Regions from separate parts of the Anas platyrhynchos genome. Here region 2 is linked to region 1. Evidence: chromatin contacts called from public Hi-C data. All regions are on one chromosome and are shown on one strand. Each heading gives the region's core, a stretch centred on a gene start, on an enhancer-like site or on the middle of the called end of the contact. The rest is flanking DNA. Distances are from core to core; before and after follow the strand shown.

The links. A called contact is a pair of places that touch in the nucleus more often than the background predicts.
Region 2: a contact with region 1 is called in a Hi-C map of subcutaneous adipose tissue, with 2.7 times the contacts expected there. The contact joins the promoter of BCLAF1 here to the promoter of MAP3K5 in region 1. A contact is called at or near these places in 2 of 8 Hi-C or Micro-C datasets (liver and subcutaneous adipose tissue).

Annotation. Positions count from the first base shown.
Region 1 is chr3:60,542,171-60,548,774 of IASCAAS_PekinDuck_T2T, forward strand. MAP3K5 (mitogen-activated protein kinase kinase kinase 5) reads left to right here and starts at 2,831. Exons shown (of 30, transcript XM_027454464.3): 1 at 2,831-3,358. The coding sequence starts at 2,974.
Region 2 is chr3:60,786,197-60,792,800 of IASCAAS_PekinDuck_T2T, forward strand. It overlaps BCLAF1 (BCL2 associated transcription factor 1), which reads left to right and starts at 3,090. Exons shown (of 13, transcript XM_027454478.2): 1 at 3,090-3,179.

The sequences.
Region 1 (6,604 bases), core at 1,581-4,080:
ATTCTATGCACCATGCCATAATTCACTAAGTTGTAATTCCCCATGCTGTTACTGTTACATGAGCAGCTGCACCCATGCACGGTGGACACCAGTTTATTTACCTGTCCCTTGGTACTTAAATATTGCTCGAAATGTTTATCTTAATCATAGAGCTATCATTTTTAAAGATCGGCAGCTGACTCCCCCATAACGAAGCCCTGCCTTTTCTATATTGAATATAAAGGCTGCTTCTGATTGTCTACAGGGATAGGCTTAGTCCAACTTTTTTATGATAATTATTAGGAAAAAAATTATTTTATTATTTTTTAACTTCAGTTTAACCACTTCTATTTGCTTGTAAGAGTTCTGGACTAAAGTTCATGGAAAAAAAGGATTATTTTATGTCCTTTTGAGATCCCATTTGGATTTTTGTATCTGCAAGTTTCCTTTATTTATTTATTTATTTACACCCATAATTGAAGCATACTGGATCTTACTTTTGCAAATTCCTATAGCAATGTATTTTGGTCCATTCTATCCATCTCCAATAGTATCAAGAAATTTCGAAATGCAGAGTTAGTCTTGAATATTTTTTCTCCCTGAACTGGACACTGATGCCCAGAATACATGAAAAATATATAAATAACCTGGACAGAGTTCTGAAAATTGCACATAGACTTCAGATTTCATTTCTCTAAATCAAAATGCTTACATTGGAATTACCATTTTTTTTTTTTTTTTTTTTTTTTTTTTTTTTTTTGTCTTGGATCTTGTTAACACTAGTTTGAATAGCTTGATCAAGTCTTTGGCATCTGACGTGATGTTTTTTCACAAAAATTGCATTTATATTTACAACTGATAAGACTGGAAAGTTCTTGGGATATAGTTTTATTCTGGGATATAGTTTTAGAACTATAATTGTTTAAATCTAGAGACCAATGTTGTATAGCCATAAAAACATGGAAGGAAGAGAGGGAAATATTTCAACAAATTTACAGCTAACTACTTGTTGCAAGTTCTCGTCCTTGCAACAAGCAGAGCAGGAACAGGGTGATACTGGATTGTAATTATATGCAAGCCATCTGGTGCTAAAGATGTTAATTGCACAACACTTGAGTAACAAGGTATGCATATTTCTGATAATAAATGGGATATTATGCTGATTAAAAAATATAAATAAACTTTGAATGATTATCATCATTGTTTATTCAAAGATTGATACAGAAGAACTCCTGAAAACCCGATTGCTCACTTCGAAGAGTTAACAGATTAAGAGATATGCTTTTCCTGTATAAACAGACGGACAATTTCTGTGGGTTATTCCAGATTAATCTGCATTTTTGTTACTTTATTTATTTTCAGTTTAGGGCCCTCCCTCACTCCCAGTCAAATCAATAGAACAACTGTCTTGAATTTGGAGTGGACACAGTGCTAATAATGAAGCAGGCCTCGCAAGGCAGCAAGGCTAAGTAGAATAGCATGCTTCTTCCGTCTTCTTTCAGCCCGGGACTTCCTTCTGCACTTGACAAACATGGGTTGTTCTAGAGAACAACAGAGACATATTGTTCTTGCTTCCTGTAAGGTGATGTAACTGCAGCGCTGAATGGATTAACACTGATTCTGTGTTTTGTGGAAAACTGCTTTATTTAGGAAAACACTGATTGCCATTCTGACTGTAGCAAGAAACAATAACCTACTGTATATTGCAGATTAGCAAATATTAACTTTCCCCTGTAAATTAGTCTTTCGTTTGCTCGTCATCTTCCCACCCCATTTACCCATTCCTTATCAGCAGAAGCAAATGCCAGGCATATCTCATTGAAAATGGGGACTGATCAACGCAAATACAAGCAGGGCTACTGAAGGTACCACAGTGACTAATTTTTCTTGATTATTCCAGAATTTATCCTCTTCCTACAGCAGTCATGGAAAACAGTGGTATAGGAACAGGCTTAGTGCCAGCAAGTTGATCTGCCTCCGCAAAATCAATTGTAATAGGATGGACCTATTGATATGCCATATTAACATAATTCGGAATACATAGAGGGCTGTTTTGCTGCATGGTGCAGCAAGGGTGGTGTTGGTTGGTTGCAGTGAGGAGGGTGTCAGTGTCTCGTCTCAAGCAACAAGTGATATGACACGAGAAAACAGCCTCAGGTTGCACCAGGGGGGGGTTAGATTAGGGATCAGGAATTATTTCTTCATGGAAGGGGTGGTTCGGTGTTGGAATGGGCTGCCCAGGGAGGTGGGGGAGTCGCCATCCCTGGAGGTATTTAAAAGCTGTGGGACTAGGGGCTGTGGTTTGGGGGTGGCACTCAGTAGGCCATGCTGATGGACGTGATCATCTTGAATACCATGTCCAACCTGGGTGATCCAAAAGCTTTTACATTTCTCCTGTACCTACTTAATAGAATCCCTGATCCAATAAACAAATGAGCAAAGCAAGCGATTTCATTCTTCTGTTTTGGTCCAGGAGCAGCGCAGAGCTCTCACTACACCTCACTCCACACGCCCCCCTCACAGGCCCTCTCTCCCTCGACGGCCACCCCACCACCAACCCCAGCCGTGAAGCGCCGAGCCCCAGCCCCGAGGGGCCGCCCCCGGGCAGCAGCGGGCGGCTCTGGGCCGGCCCCGGAGGGCGGAGCGCGGCGCTGGGGCCGCCCCCGCTGGCCGCCCGTCGCCGTGCGGCTGCCGCCGGGGAGAGCCCTGCCGCGAGTGGGTCCGGGGGCAGAAGCAGCGAGCCGGGGAGCTCTGCGGGGCGGCGAGGAGGAAGGCGGAGGGGAGGGCGGCTGCTGCTGCTGCTGCTGTTGCTGCTGCTGTTGCTGTTGTTGCTGCCTGCCGGGGGCCGGCTCGCCGCGTGGCCCCGCGGGTGCCCGGGGGAAGCGATGGTGCCGGAGGCGGGCGCCGGCGCTCGCCCCCTGGGCTCCGGCAGCCCCCGCTAGCCCCGCGGGGGAGCCCCGAGCCCCGGGCAGCGGCGGTGGCGGCTCCGCAGGGATGAGCGACGGCGGCGAGGGGACCGTCAGCTTCTCGCTGCCCGGGCCCCCCCCCGGCGGCGGCGGCGGCGGCGAGGAGGGGCTCGGCCGGCGGGGGCAGGGGACCGACGGCGGCGCCCGCAGCCTCCAGCCCGAGCCCTGGGGCGACGACGGGGCCGGCGGCGGCGGCGGTGGCATCGCGGCGAGAGCCAAGGGCGGCGGGCGTCGGACGGCGGTCACCTACGTGATCAACGAGGCCAGCCAGGGGCCGCTGCTGGCGGCCGAGAGCGGCGCCCTGCAGAGCCTGCGGGAGGCGTGCGAGGCGGTGGGCGCCACGCTGGAGACGCTGCACTTCGGCAAGCTGGACTTCGGCGAGACCGCCGTGCTCGACCGCTTCTACAACGCCGGTGAGAGGGGGCCGCGGGGATACAGGGATGGAGGGACACAGGGATGGCCCGTGCTTACAAACAGCAGCCAGAAAGTTTCTCCTGAATACCTTTCTTCTTAATTGTTATTAACAGATGCGTGTTGTACACTTAGAATTAAGACCCACGCTCACCAGGCCGGTGAAGACTTCATAAAGCTAAAGTTGCAGCGCTACGTTAGGGTCTCTGTGCCACCTAAAAACTTACCGACAGGGATTTGATTTGACCTGCAACTCTAAACTTATTTTATGGATTGCCTTTACGTGCATGCAACACTTTGGCAAGTGAGCGTTTAAAAAGTTTTGGCTGTAGCTGTCTCCTCTCCTGTGGAAGAGGAAAAAAAATAATAAAATAAATATCTGGACTGTCTGCCCTGTCCACACAAGACTCAGCAGCATGGACATGCATGCGCATGTCATCTATCTGAAACAGCAAATGCTTTGCTTCGAGGGCTGCTGCTTCCAGGTCCCTGAGCTGGATGGCTCCGCAGCCATGGGCATGTCAGACCCTGCAGTTCTTAGAGATCTGGCCTTAGAGGTGGTGTTCCCAAAATTTCAGAGGAGCTGTGCTCACAGACAGAAATAGGAAGGGCACAGAGCTTCATTATAGAGCCCATACTCTCCACGTGACTGGTAAGAGAGACTTAAAAATTTTAGGAGCTTCAGTACCTCTTAACTGTAGGACAGGTACAACCTGAGAGTCTCATTCGAAGGTGTATCCTAGTGAGGCTCACAGAGCTGAATTATCTGTGATGTTCGTGTGCCTCTTGTTCATTAATTTTCGGACTGGTCTGTGCAATAGGCGGGGTCTCCATAGTTCACAAAGGCTTTTCTTGTAATGGGAGATTTGACTTGAAGTGGGCCCCTTCTAATTCTGGCAGTAGGCGTCTGGCGTCTAGCACTACATAACTGCACGCTTATGTAATATAACATTTCTTATTTCGATGGGTTTTGAGCAAACTGTGCTGCAAAGAGCAGGACATAGAAGTTTGTCTGCTCACGATCTGTTCTGTGCTGTGAGAGCTGCTGCCTAAAAGCTATGTTGTGGTGTTGGCTGTGAGGCTGGAACTTAAGTCTGGAAGGGTCTGTGGGTTTTCACGTTTCTGCATCCAATATATATTTTTAAGAACTAGTTGTTCTACTGGCTGAAAATTTCTGAAAAAAAAAAAAAAATTATGGCTCCCAGGTTAGGAACAGAAAAGCATTGAAGAGTAGAAGCTGTGTAAGCTGAAAAATGCAAACGGGGAGCAGTGTAGGGAACAAAATTGACATGGTCACGAAGGGTGTATTTATTCCACAGTTTGTTTTCTGTTTCAGTTGTCTTCCTTCCACTGGGGTGGAAAGGAAGCATTTGTAGATGGCAAATATAAACTCCTTCCCAGTATCCCCTCTCGTTCTCTATCTTGCTATGTGCTTTCAGTGATTAAAGATGCTAGTGATAAGGTAAAGAATTATCTGCACACTCCACTATTTAAAAAACTGTAGTACATTACAGTAGTACAGCATGGCTGAACATAAGTAATATTTTAACAGTAAAATGACTTCCAATTTACGTAATGGTTAATTGGTTTCATTCAAGGTACTGAGTCTTACCTAGACTCAGTGTTAGGGGCAATTAAGTCATGAGAGTAAGGAATGATGTGATGGAGCGTATTACTGTGTTTGAATGAGATAAAAGCAACAAATCTCTCAACTCTTGAAGTGTGTACAAATGAACTGGGATTTGGGGGAGGGGGAGAGAGGCAGTAGATGCAGTACAACTTTATCTGCCCATTATCAAGCCTTCCCTTCCCTAATGTCTTCTTTGTGCTTTGCATAATGTAGTCTGAACTCCTGGTGATCTCTGATGGCTCACTTCATACCTTTCACTGCTCCAAAGAGAACTTTGGGAAGTATTAAATAAAAGAAAATCTAATCTCAGATGTAAATACTCATCATCCTGTCTAAATTTGGATTAGCCTGCTAATAATCTTCTTCAGCTGGCTTCTGTCAAGTGATGGTGCTTAAATGCTGAGACATAATTAGAAATACATATGAACAGTGAGTAGGTCCTAGCTAAGTATAATGGAACCATTCAAGCACCAAATATTAAGAAATAGCCTATTCTAGCACTTTGTCGTGCATGATTTAAAGTCTGTTTGATTTAAAAAAAAAAAAAAAAAAAAGCCTCATGAGAAGCAAGTGTGGAATCAGCCTTAGTAACTGTTGGAACATTTCATACTTTTCCCACCACTTAGAAGGAGTAAGGTGAAAAAGGGAAAAATCAGTCCGATTTCTTGCAGAACCCAATGTATATGGGGTTGGCCAGCTGTCTCAGGAGCTGTTTTTTTCCATGAAGACAATATTTTTTTCTCAGCTGTGTTGAGTTCTTGCAGTTCAATTACAGGTCTCTGAAATCCAGCATAATTTCTAAACAGTTCAAGAATGTTTAAAGAGTCAGAGAGATGCCAAAATACCAAAATACAGTAGAGAAGCCTATCTGCAGTGCTGTGTTCTGAAAGTTGAAATACATTACTATTAAAGGATACTTTTTCCACATTATAATGACTTGATATTCATATCCTGTTTTTATTTTTTTTAAACGGAGCCATAAATGAGTATAGATTACTTAGTTTCTTTGGTTAAGCAATTCATTTTTTTTCATTTGTTTTGTAGGCAACTGTAATTAAGCTGATTTGCTTATTGTACAGATCCTTAACTGGTCATTTAGTGTTACACAAATGCATCCAGGGCTAGCTGAACAGTGTCCTTTTTTTAAAAAAAAAAAAAAGGAACAAATATAAAAGGAAAAACTGACATGAATCAGTAATCTGGGTCAGCCCTTCAGGAGAGGAAGGTGCTCTAAATTGAGGTGAATTCTTCACAGAGACTTTTAGGTTGAGGCAGATTTTTTGCCAAGTTGACAGAAATGTTTCATGTGACTCGTAATCTGACGCTTTTAGAAATTGCATCAATTTTAAAGTGCAGGGTAAGTTAGGGGTGAGTGTTCGGCTGACTAGCAAAACAAGTAGCGTACAAGTGTCCAAGCTGGGATAATTAATGCACGCAGGTTTCTGGGATGACCTGTACTGTACAGCACTCTGACCTCTACAAGAAGGGAGACCACAGCTTTAATCTTGTACTTTGGGGGGAAATTGGATGCACCTTGAGGAATGAGAGAGAAACTTCATTGGAAATTTGTCTTACTCTGAAGTACCTTGCACTGTCTTTTGAAGCAACTTGCATTGAC
Region 2 (6,604 bases), core at 1,840-4,339, 240 kb after region 1:
ATTTTAATCTATCTGTGGAAAAAGGATTTTGAGGGAGCTTAGGAGCGAAGCAAGGATGGAGAAAAGTGTGCTAGTCAAATAAGAAAATAGCTAACAGATACAGTTACTAGACAGAAAATAGATAAGAGAGGAGTGCTTAAAAAGCAGCAAATTGAAAGAATATACTTACAATACTCAAGAATACAAAACTTTAAAATTTCAGCTAACTAATTTTGAATTTTATGAATTTAGCCCAGATAATTTTTTATTGCAATCTTTGTCTTGTACATGTTTCTTTCACTCTTCTTTCTCCCTTCTGTCTGGGATTGTGGAAAACACTGTACAATTCAGAAAAGCTGTAAGATCTTGGCTTGATTTTGATTTAAAAGGTCATGGCTCCCCTAGTGCCTAGCAGGTCTTTATTGTCTCTGTACTTGAGGTTAAGGTCTCCTCACTTGTACTAACTCAGTGCAACTGCTAGGAAAAAATGGATATGTGAAATGTTGTGGCTCCAAAATAACACAAAACAAAACCTACCAACAAACCACAGGTATTAAGTTCGTGAACTGGATTTACCATTGACAAAATAGCAAAAGAAAATAATGAATTAGGAAAAAATAGCCGAGCAAGCAAAACAGTTCTAAACCCAGATTCTGATGTGTAAATTACATTACTACTAAGCTCTTAAAAAGAAATAAATAATATATATATATGTGCATACATAGATATTCACTGTTAAGATTTCAGAAGAAATTCAGATTAAACAGAAAGTGACTATAATAATTTAAACAGGGAGGGAACCTGATGCCAGGACTCGAGAGATCAAGTTTTGTGAAAAACTGCCAGGGGTCTCTTCATTAGGCAGCGCTTTGTTTGAATTCATTATAATTTCTGTAGTGTATAAAGGAAGTTGCTCTCCCTGCATTAAATCTGAATTAAAGCTGAGGAATTTGCTCATCTTGACTCAGAGGCAGAGTGCCATCTACTGAACCATCCCCTTTATACAGCACTCTCGAGCCTGTCCCACTCCTGGCTTAACAAAATTTACACAAGGGGGCTGTAAAACTGAGTAAAGTTTTAATCAGAGGAAAGCTGATTTAGGTGTGATTCGCTATTGTGCAGTAACGGCTGCAAGTAAAGGAACAGACCAACACTCAAGACTTGCAAGTCTATGCTCCCATTTTATGAAGACTCATTCTGCTCTTCTTAACTAATCTTTGGACTTGAGGTTACATTATCATTTCATAACACTTGAGAGCAGCATTCCCTGACGGATGCTCAGATTTCACTGCTAACTATTAACCGTGGACTTACCCATATATTTATCCTTTCTGTTAGTGCTCAGGAGATGTCCAAGTCTCAGCTGACTCACTGAATAGTGAGGATGTGTGATAACAGCCAGCAAGAGTTTTGCTTGGGCCAGTGATGACACAGTACCACCCTGTGGCTCTGTCTACCTTTATTTTTTTGTTGCCTTGACCCTCATACTTCATTGTAAATTTTATGGACTGTTCCTATATTCAAATAAAGTGGCACCTTATATCATGCTCAGAACTGCCATGTGCTATGATAATTAACATATAAATAGATTTTAAAAGAAAAGGCAGAAACAAATTGTTGCAGATGGCAGTGCCACAAACATGTCAAAAGTGTCAAAAGTGTCCATAGAGTCTGTAAACCATGGAAATTTGATCAAACTTCATATAAACATCTGAAATGTTGTGAGGAAATTACCACTCAAAATCAGCGAGTCAAGTACGTGAAGAAATATACAAGCTTGCAGAACAGAGGTGACCTGAGGCCATTGGGTTGTGTTTAATAAACAACACCCTGCAAAAAACACTTGTGTGGTGTGTTTCAAGGCAAGGGTCCTGCTGTTGCACTTATGGATTGTGTAGCCTACAGCCCAAATGTCGAATTCCTGATAAAATAAGGCAGTAAGCAAAGCTTGAAAAAAAGTGCACCATGTGTCATTAGGCAAATACGGTTGAAATAATTAAAATATATTTGAAAAAAAAATCATATTATAATATATATTTTTTCTTCTGTACCCTTATTATGCTGTCTTAAATACAACGGAGACCTGAAGAGTAGAAGTAACCACTCTTTCTAATTGTCTCAATAAGATTTATCCCACATCTCAGAAAACCGAGGGGAGAGAATCATAGAATATCTCAAGATGGCAAGACCCCGCAAGGATCACCAAGTCCAACTCTTAGTATGCTGCTATGCAAATTCACCAAAGGGAAATGACACAAGTGTCACACAAGTCTTCAGGGCCATTCAGAAGTGTCTGTGTGCAGCCACAAGAATTCAGGAAGCCTCACCAGCCCCAGCAAGCTGACTGCAGCCTGCAATTTCATTGTCAAGCACTCCCACATTAACAGTCTCTTTGTTGTGTATAGCAAAAGCTGTCGCACATGGGCTGCACTTGAGTTACAGGTTAGTTACCTTGTAGAGGAAAAAGTGGAAAAGGAGGAAGGGAACTTGTGTGTAGACCAGGCTGCTCATCAATTAATTGCAGCTGGTCTTAACGAAAACATCCCCTGTGTTTTTGTTCTGGCACAGGCCATTCATCGGTTGCTGCCTCCGTAGAAAGCTATGTATGAAGTACTTAGCAGCCAAAATAAATGATATACTGTACTGATAAAACAGACATATAGGTTAGGTGTAAGTAAGCAGCGCTTTATTTTCTCTACATGGAGAAGAGCAAACCACCATTACTGGGTTATGTCTGCTTTGCATCTTCCATTCCCTTTTCCTCCATCGGTTGGTTTTGTCTGCCTGTAAGTAATTGTCCCCTGAATTTAAAAACTCAGCAAAAACTGCATATCCATTGCTTTCTGCTCATATTTATGTATGCATATTTATTTACGTATGTGGTGTAGTTTTTGGGGGTGTTCAAGGAAAGGCTGGATGTGGTGCTTGGGGATACGGTCTAGTGGGTGACAGTGGTGGCAGGGTGACGGTTGGACCAGATGGTCTCGAAGGTCTTTCCAACGTTAATGATTCTATGATTCTGTGTACTGTCCTGCCTCATGAATGCTGTTTTTTTAAGAACACACGGGCAGCGTGCCGCTCCCCCCTCCCCCGGCGGCAGCGCGCCCTGAGGCGCAGTCCCGGGGCCCGCCGCACAGCGGCTGCAGCGCTGCTGCGCCGGGTGCCGATGCCGCTGGATGGCCGCGCTCCCGGCCCGGCAGGTAACCCCGCGGCGTGAGGGGAAAGCCGGCGGCCGAGCGGGGCTCGGCGGGGGACAAGGCACAGAGCAGGGCAGGAGGGGAGAGGAGCAGGCAGGGCCGGGCAGCGCCAGCAGCGCACCCCCCCCCCGCTCCGCCCCGCCGCCCGCCATCTTCCTTGCGGCCGGCTACCCACAACCAAGATGGCGGCGGGCGGGGCGGGCGTCCCGCTGCCCTCCTCCCTCAGCCCCTGAGCGGATGTGACGCGGGGCGCGGCCGCGGTCCCCCCCTTCACCCCCCCTCCCCTCGCTGCCGATGGTGCCTCGCTCCCGCCTCCTCCCCCTCCTCCTCCGCCCAGACGGGAGATGGCGGGCGGGCTGCCGTGACGCCGCGCGGCCGGCGGGTGAGCACCGGCACCGGGACCCGCACCGGGAGGGGAGGAGGCCGCGCTGAGGGGCTCCCGAGGCGCCCCCCCCCCCCTTGCCGTGCACGCGCCCCGCCCTTCCCCCCCCCCCCCCCCGCCGCGTGACCTCCGCGCGCCGCAGCCATTTCCCGCCCCCCCCCCCCCCCTCAGCGCTCAGTGAGGAGGGGCCGGGCCCGGCCCTCAGCGCCCTGAGGCGGCCCCCGCCGGGCCCCGGCGGCCTCGTCCCGTGCCGGAGCCCCCCCGGGAGCCCCCAAGGTAGAGCTGGGGGCTGGGGGGTGAGGGGAGGGCAGGGCAGGGCAGGGCAGGGGGCGGCCCCATCGCCCCCCCCCCCCACCCCGTGAGGCAGGAGCGCTCTGAGGGGGGTGTGTGTGTGTGGGGGTCCGTGTGGGGCCGGGGCCCGGGTTTTGGGGGGAGGTGTGTTGGGGGGGAGCCCCTTGCCAGAGGGGCCTGCGCCGTCCCGGGGCGTGCTCGGCAGCCTGCGCAGCGCCCTGCCCTTTGTTTGCTGCCTGCCTCTCGCAAATCTTCGGTTTTCTGACCCAAACAAAACAAAACAAAAAAAAAGGTATATATATCTTTTTTTTCTTCAGCCTGTGGGAGCGATCCTCTGTTAAGGCGCTGCGTCTCGCCGCCTGTTTGTCTCCAGGATCAAAGTTTGGCCCTGGCCGTGGCTGTTAGGTTTTACTGCCGGAGGACCCAGGGGCATGCAAAACAAAGGAGTTGGGGTTGAGTAATGGTTGGTTTAGTGTCAGTGTATCAAACCGGCCCCCGGAACCGCTGCGCTCGGCGTGGGCAGGGACCGATGGCGAGCGCGGGGCTCCGGGAAAATGCTGTTGTCTTTCCCTTCCTCCCTTCTCTTTCCCCTCACATTAGCCTAGACAAAAGGGGGCTAAATGAGAAGGGGCAAAGCCCCTGGCTTAGAGGTGCGCTTCACGCAGGCAGCTTCTTGTGGCGGGGAGGGTAGGAGTTGCTTCCTCCTACTCATCCCTTCTGGCGCTGAATGACAGGCAGAGAGAGCTGAATGGCAGGAAGAGGTTTGGTGCCTTACATGTAGCAGTACTTCGACAGTGACGGCCTCTCCTGAGCACCGACGGACTCTGCAGCTTGAGCAAGGCTTCTGTGGGCCTGGCTCTAACAGCAGTGCCACGGCTGAAGGCTGTAGCTGAGGGTGTCTTTCTCAGGGACACGTACGGGGGAAAAGCTCCTGTTGCCATTGGGGATGCAGAAAACTTGGAGTGCTTTTAGGAATTTAGAAAGGGTCAGCAGGGAGCTGTTGTTTGTAGCTAGGGTGCGGGTGTTTGGATGGATTAGATTCAGGCTGGTTGCGAAGGAGCGATTGTGGAGTATGGGCCTGAGGAATGCCACGGAGCATTTGGGGCTTGTTTACGTGTAGCAGAGGTAGGTGAAGGAAACTACTGAAGAATGCAAGTCTTCGGGTTACAACGGTGTTTGGTCTGACCTGTGAGAGTTTTTCCAGAGAGGTATTGTGAAAAGGTGCACTGCTGCTTTGCCGTTGTGCTGGCAGTGGCCCTCCCACAGCCTTGCTGTAAGCTGGGTCTGGAAGCTGATGTGGCTCAAAAGCCAGCCTTGTCTTTTTCTCCAGAACAGTTTTGTCCTGGATCAATTCACTGATCCAGCTCACCAGGTACCTCTGAGTATCAGCCTTGGAACAAGTGAGGAAGGGAAGAGATGGCCTTTTTGTATTCACAGCGTGCTCGCAGGCTCCTGTAAAGAGATCATAGAAACCACTCTCTAAGGGCATATCAAAACACTGTTAAACAAATAACAACATAAAACAAAACAAGGTTAGATACCCTGTTGCTTTGGATAACCAAAAGCACACAACTCCTTCTTGTGTACCAACAAAATTCTTAGAAATAGGCATTTTGATTTCTGTGTTGTTAGAGGAGAATCATGCTAATACTTGCCTATTGTTTTACATCAAAGAACAGCTGTCGATCATATGATGGCTTTACAGAGCTGATTTTGCTATTATTTGGATGCTGGCTTTTGACTTAATTTACAAATATGTTTTCTATAAAGAAATTAAGTTAGGGAAATTGTGTATTTTTGTACATAGAATGTACAAACATCCTTATATGTTTTACTGTTTCAGTTCAATTTCCCTGCTGTAATTCCTATGCAGGTCTTTAGTCTTTGCAACTGTGTATTATGAAAATGATCTTACACAGGAAGAAAGTAAGAGGGGGGAAAAGTGTTCCTTAGCTCTTACTTGTACTACCTAAGATAGTTTAGTTAAATTCATTATGGTAGTTGTAGCATTCTGGGCAATGATTATCTTACAGTCACTGCTGAAATGTGTTCTGTTCTTACTTGTGAGGTACTGCTGGTAGTTTGCGTACATTTTTTATGTAGGAAAAAAGTCAGGGATGCAGAGAGTGGATAAAGAAAGTGTGGTTATTATGTGGCAGATAGGCAAGCACTGAATAGATGCCATAGGCTACTGTCTCAGTGAGACTGACTTCCCTCTAATTTAGCAGCAACTGTAACAGATTCTTTGCGATTTCTTGAAGGTTGTTATTCCCCCCTTGTTTTGTCCCGGTTGTATAATCCTTATTTCTTTGGAAGCTTGAATCTCTGAATGAAAATGCATTTTGGCAACAGCTTGTGAATTACTTTAACAAGATTTTTGACTTAAGTCCTACTGACAGGTTTCAAGTAATGCTTAAGCAAGAGTAATATAGGCTACTAAATAAGTATAAGTAAAATATAGCTAAAATGTAGTGGTTTGCTAGTGTAAATTGGGGTAGCTGTCCTAAAATGTCGTCCAAGACTTCCACGTGGTGTAGAGCAGCCAAATTGGTGTGTTTAGCTGATAGGTTTTATCTGTGGTCTCCGTACTCTGAAAGCATCAGTGGCGTAAGTGGAGGCTCTTAAAAGTAATGTTCAGAAGGAACTGGAAATAATGTTCATGTTAGCTTTTCTGTCCTTTATTTTTCTTTTGAACACAGCAAATGCTATTTCCTCTTTATTGTTTGGCTTGCAGTAGGATAAGCCTGATCCTGTT